2 separate regions of the Mus musculus genome follow, and region 1 is linked to region 2. Evidence: chromatin contacts called from public HiChIP or PLAC-seq data. All regions are on one chromosome and are shown on one strand. The core of a region is the stretch at or near the end of the contact, and the rest is flanking DNA. Distances in the headings are between cores, read along the strand shown. Region 1 overlaps Vmp1 (vacuole membrane protein 1). Region 2 overlaps Ypel2 (yippee like 2).

Region 1 (3,000 bases), core at 362-2,861, 360 kb before region 2:
GGGCTGGAGAGGCGGCTCAGTGGTTAAGAGTACTGGCTGTTCTTCCAGAGAATCTGAGCTGAGCTTCTCGCACACAGGCAAATGACCATCTGTAACTCCAGCTCCAAGGACTCTGACACCTTCCAGTCTCCACTGTCACTTAAACACATGTGGTATTTACTCACAAAGATATACACACATACACGTAAGTAAAAATATCAAGGTCAGCCTGGTGTATATTGTGAATTCTAGGCAGCCACAATGCATAGTTGAGAGAAAGTTACAAAAGAAAAGAAAAGAAAAGAAAAGAAAGGAAGGAAGGAAGGAAGGAAGGAAAGAGTTTAAGATCATTCTGAGTTGAACCAGACAAACCTGAGCTACATGAACCCATGCATTCAGGATTTAGGGTTATATTTATTATTTTTGTTACAGTGCTAAATATCCCCTGTAAACACTCTACCACAGAGCTACAGCTACAGCCATATTGGTAATTTTCATTTTGAACACTTATATTTTAAAACATCTAGGCAGGCCTCGTTAATCCTAGCATTTGGGAGACAAAGGCAGGTGGATCTCTGTGAGTTTGAGGTCAGCCTGGTCTACAGAGCTAGTTCAAGGAAAGTCAAGGCTACACAAAGAAACCCTGTCTCAAAAAAATAAGAAGTAAATAAATTAAAAAAAAAAACAAAACAACCCAAAGCCAGAGAACATTTCCTATTTGAGCTAGGCATGGAGGTACTTGCTTTTAATATTAGCAGGTGTAGAGGTATGCTGATCTCGGTGAGCTTGAAGACAGCCAGAGTTATGAATAGAGATGCTGTCTCAAAAGACAAAACAAAGCAACAATGTCTTGTTTCAAAGTGTAGGAAAACAAATTTTGTCATGATTGGTGAGAGACTGTGATTATAATTTAATTACTGACAAAATACTAAAAACTCTTTTGGTATCTGATGTTGAAGCCAAATCTAATTAACTTATATTATTTAAAGATTTGTTTATTTAACCACTCAGCTATAACACACACACACGTAATTTAGACAAAGTTTCTCTGTGTAGCCCTGGTTGTCCTAGAACTAACTCTGTAGACCAGGCTATCCTTGAACTCAGAAATTTGGTGACTACCTCCCGGGTGCTAGGATCAAAGGCAGGATTACAGGCATGTGCGGGCTTATATATACTAATGAATAATGTGCACGCATATGTGTCAGCATGTACGTATGTGCACTCAGACAGGTGCCCTCAGAGGTCAAAGGCCTGGAGTGAGTCCCTTGGAGCTGGAGTTGCAGGTGGTTACAAGTCATCAATGTGCGTGTTTAAGCCAGAGCTATTTCTCCAGTCCCTCACTAGGATTCTTTTGGGGACCATGCTAATGCAGTTTAAAAGAAAGGAATAGGGGACAGAATATACTACAATTTAACCAAGTTGTCCAAATATTGAAGGCACTTCAACTTCTATATAATGTAGATAAATGGCAGAATTTCCTAGAAACTTCAAAATCTAAGGAAACAGAAGAATATTGGCTATACAAAAGATCTGCTGACTTTATAGGGTGGACCTTTATTTGAACACATGTGGTCATTTCCTGAGAATCTGCTGTGTGAGTCAGGCTGTCAGGTGCTCAGAACAGTAAACAATACACATGATCTCTGAAATTGAAAAGCTCACAGATGCTGGGAATGGGTCAGCAGGAGCAGGTGGACCTCTGTGGGCTGGCAGAAACAAGATGGTCATCAGGGATAGGGTGGTAGTTGAGTTGGTCCAGCATGCAAAAAGTCTTGGATTTAATCCCCAAAGCCACATAAACTGAGCTTGGTGGGGCACATCTTTAATCCCGGCTCAGGAGGTGGAGGTAAGTTTAAGAAGTTTAAGGTTAGCCTCAATTACATAAGAATGTTTGAAGTCAGCCTGGGCTACAGAAGACTCCCAGAAAAAATAGGGGCAAAGGGGGAGTAACAGAGGTAATCATACATTTATAAACATAAAGATAAACTCTAGCCAGGCGTGGTGGTGCAGGCCTTTAATCCCAGCACTCGGGAGGCAGAGGTGGCGGATTTCTGAGTTCGAGGCCAGCCTGGTCTACAAAGTGAGTTCCAAGACAGCCAGGGCTATACAGAGAAACCCTGTCTCGAAAAACCAAACCAAACCAAAACAACAACAAGAACAACAACAACAACAAGAACAACAACAACAACAAAACAAAACCAAGGGCTGGAGAGATGGCTCAGCAGTTAAGAGCACTGTCTGCTCTTCCGAAGGTCCTGAGTTCAAATCCCAGCAACCACATGGTGGCTCACAACCATCTGTAATGAGATCTGACGCCCTCTTCTGGTGCATCTGAAGACAGCTACAGTGTACTTAAATATAATAAATAAATAAATGGGTAAAAAAAAAAAAAAAAAAAAAAAAAAAAAAAAAAAGAAACCAAAACCAAATCAAAACAACCTTTAAGTGTATGTCATGTTTGTTGCTATGCAGAGAAGTCCCTGGCTTAGGAATATTTGACCAAATCACAGGAAGTTTTCTGAGGATAGGAGCTGAAATCTAATGGACATTCTGACTGTGGACTATGGATTTACCCTCTTTACATTTGGCACCAGTGTGGAATACACACACTTTTTGTGGCACTGGGGAATATATCCGGGACAATCTACATGAGAGGCCTATGATCTACAACTAAGCTGCCCATGGCTAGGAGATGATAATTGCTATTTGCACTACCAGAGGTTGAACTCAGAGCCTCAAGCATACTGCCAAATGGCATTCTGCTAAGCAATTGCTTTGGCACCTGAGATAACTTGATTGACAGACTGGGAGTTGCCAAGGACATATAATGTATAGAGGGCCAGGTGTCTTAAAGCGTGAGACAGTCCCTCATAACAAAGGATTATTTGGCCCAAAACACCATGAGTGTAAAGGTCAAGGCATCCTCAGGCAGGCAAAGGAAACAGCAGGCTCAGGCATGCATGCTGGGATCCAAGCATCCGTGACACTGAGCAGGAGAAGAATACTTGGAGCTCCTAC
Region 2 (2,958 bases), core at 114-2,613:
TCCCTCAAAGCCATTTAGTGGTTCCCTACAGCACACAAAAATGAGTCTAAACTCCTTTCACTCTACTCTGTGGCTCACATTTGCAGACCTCCTGCTTCTGAAACAGGCTCGGCTCATCTGCCTTACCTGTGGTTCCCCAGGCATGACTCTCTAAGAAACACTCCACTCAGAATGGACTCCTGTCTTATCCACAGAGCTAGAGTTCAGATCTATGCAGGATAGATACAGAAGCCTGTGTGTGTGTGTGTGTGTGTGTGTGTGTGTGTTTCAGCCCATTGTATAAGAAGCCTGTGTGTGTGTGTGTGTGTGTGTGTGTGTGTGTGTTTCAGCCCATTGTATAATAACAATGTAGCTGTTTGTATATTTGCACTGGAACATAAGCTGTCTATAGGCATTAGTTATATTCTGGCCACCTCAACAGCCCCAGGGCTGCATCCAGCAGTGTTCATGGTCTATTTAGTGGTCAGGGAGGTTCAGAGACTTGTCCAAGGTAACACTGAAAACTCAGTGCAAAGCCAGGCCTCAAGGAGAAGTGACTTAACCTTTCAATTCAGGAATTTGAAAATGGCGCCACTGACTCTTTACCCAACGGGGACACACAGTATTTTCCAGTTAGAATGAGGAGCCTTTTTAAGCTGGCTTGATCTGCAGCTTAACCTTATGGTGGGAAAAAAGTCCAGCCAGCAGAATGGAATTTCCCATACAGTTGCCTCAATTCCCAATACTATCCATGCCACGCCAACTGGAGATTCCTGCTGAAGGCCTGTGCGGCCACTTCCCCCAACACTCAGTTCACAATGGTCGTCTCAAACATCTATCCCGGGCACTAGCAAGGCCTGGAAGCCCAGGGCCACTCGTGTTTGTAAATCATGTTTCCGCAGCGCTCTGGCGCTGTTTGTTGATATTTTCTCCAGTACCACAGAGGTCAGCCATTAAGACAATAGTCTCAGCAAAGCCCAATATTTACTATCTGGTCTTTACAGAAAGTCTTGTTGACCCTTGGCTTTAACCCAAAGAAGAGAAGCTCAAGACTCCAGAGAGCCCCTACCACCACCAGAGACAGGCTCCCCAATCTCACCCACCCCCAACCTCCCTTTTCTTTGCAAGCTCAGTTTTTTTTTTTTTTTTGAATGAAGTCATTTCTGTTTTTAGCACTGCTTGCGAGCCTGGGATGCATGCTAGCCAGTTTAGAGACATACAGGAGCCTGGATACCTAGCACATGACCTGGCACCTAATGGAGCTCAATAAATGTTTACTGAATAAACCAAGGCTTGGGAAGTCAGCCAGTCTAGCCCTAAACCAAAGTCCATCCCCCTGTCAGTTTCAAGGTGACCAATCACACAGGTGGCTGGCAGCAGCCTGGTGACCTAGATGTGCCAGGGCTTATCTTATCAGCTTTCCTTCTTCCTCCTGTACTTACCCAGCACCCTGCCCCCACAGTGCCCAGGGCGGAATGGCCGGTTGTTTTCACAGAAGAGGCAGACAGGCAGGGAGGAGCTTTCCTCCTCCACAGATATACTTTGCGTTCCTTCTTTCTCCTGGTAAGGGGAGGATGAAGAAATATGATTTCATTTACTCTCCCCTCCCAGGTTTCCTGGGTGAAATCTGTCTGGAATAAGCCTCCTGGGTACCCTTCCTGTCATTTGGAACTTCCAGCATGGAAAGAGAAAAGGGGAGCCTAGGGGTAGGCTTGGGCGACTCTTAGAAGGTCCAGAGTTATGAGCAGAGCAGTCGCTAGCTAACAGGGAGAGGCCTCCCCAAACAGGAGCACACAGCAGGCAGTTGTGCTAGGCTGAACTAGCACAGGCTGGCACTGCAGGATGGGGGGGGGGGGTGGAGAGCTGTAGGCACTAGGGCATCTCACAGAATACAATCTGAACAGTATGAAGGTGATGGTTTCTCAGCACCATAGACCTCCTCAGGGATCTGGCTCTGGGTGAGGGCTCCCATTTTGGCTGCTACCCACTATGTAGCCAAAGGGTCCTATGGACCAGCTCAGGGAGGCCAAGACTTTTCTGTCTGCCAAGGCATCCCTAAAGTCTAAGAGCTAAGGGATGGGGCTTGCTGCAGCAGGTCTCCTGCTGGCCTCTTTTTTCATATCCATGGATGTTTCTCTATCCATCTGTTGGGAAACCGATGCTAAAAAAAGAAAAAAAGAAAAATGTTCTTAATGGGGCCAACCCGCACATGGAAGAAAGGGGGCTCCTGGCTCCTCAAAGATGGTCTAATTTCCTACTGATGGTTATATGCTGCCCCAAGGGAGAGGAGCCATGAGGAAAGGGAGACCAACATCACCTACTATAATGCTCCCTGACATTACAGTGGTCTAAAGAGGGTGTTTGTGGACCAGTGGATGCTGCTGTTTTTAGCAGCAGATGGTGGCTCTATCTCCTCCCCCACCCCCTCTCCTGACTCAGTGCCCAGACACCAGCCATAGGCCAGGGAAGGGAGAGAGCAGAGTTTGGCTGCTCTGACCTCTAAGATAATAGAGAAGGGATCACGGGGTCAAACCCTTCCTCTGAATTCTGCTGCATTTGGGGAACAAAGATATCAGTTTTGTTTTGCTTTTGTTTTGTTTTGTTTTTTTAAGATAAAGATGTCTCCTTTCAAAAGAACCCCAACCCCCATGTCCACCCTGTAGCCTCACAGAATGAAGCTAACTGACAAGCTATGACCAGCTAGGGATGCAAAGCCAGCCTGGAAACCTTCTTCCAGAGGCCAGAGAAGCGTTGTCACTGTGGACTGATGTCTCTACAACGGGCTGAAATGTGGGTCAACAACAACAACAACAACAGAGAATTAAATTCAGGCGCCCATCACTGAGGACAACTGATGGCTGCCATGTAAGAGCTAAGACTCCCAGAAGAAGGGAAACAGAGGGCCAGACCCTGGTTATATCTGAATGTCACATCCCTTCCATTTTTACTCAGCAGATCTTGAGGGAACAGCAGAAGTTG

What was found. HiChIP or PLAC-seq counts read pairs in DNA pulled down with a chosen protein or histone mark.
Region 1: a contact with region 2 is called in a FOXA1 HiChIP or PLAC-seq map of pancreatic cancer cells. The contact joins two enhancer-like sites. A contact is called at or near these places in 2 of 115 datasets of contacts at active chromatin or transcription factors (embryonic stem cells and pancreatic cancer cells) and 1 of 9 other capture datasets (pancreatic islet).

Annotation. Positions count from the first base shown.
Region 1 is chr11:86,597,135-86,600,134 of GRCm38.p6, forward strand. All of the region lies in intron 10 of Vmp1 (vacuole membrane protein 1), which reads right to left. Gm46289 (a long non-coding RNA gene) reads left to right here. Exons shown (of 2, transcript XR_001780284.2): 2 at 1-1,361. Among named protein-coding and RNA genes, the nearest start is that of Gm46289, 8.1 kb to the left of the region's middle. Within about 2 kb of position 1,612, at least 37 of the 459 cell types and tissues checked have an H3K27ac peak or open chromatin away from gene starts, as enhancers often do. A contact at or near this core is called in pancreatic cancer cells and pancreatic islet, where this site is marked.
Region 2 is chr11:86,960,793-86,963,750 of GRCm38.p6, forward strand. The region is part of intron 2 of Ypel2 (yippee like 2); the gene reads right to left. Among named protein-coding and RNA genes, the nearest start is that of Gm51915, 20 kb to the right of the region's middle. Within about 2 kb of position 1,364, at least 103 of the 459 cell types and tissues checked have an H3K27ac peak or open chromatin away from gene starts, as enhancers often do. A contact at or near this core is called in pancreatic cancer cells and pancreatic islet, where this site is marked.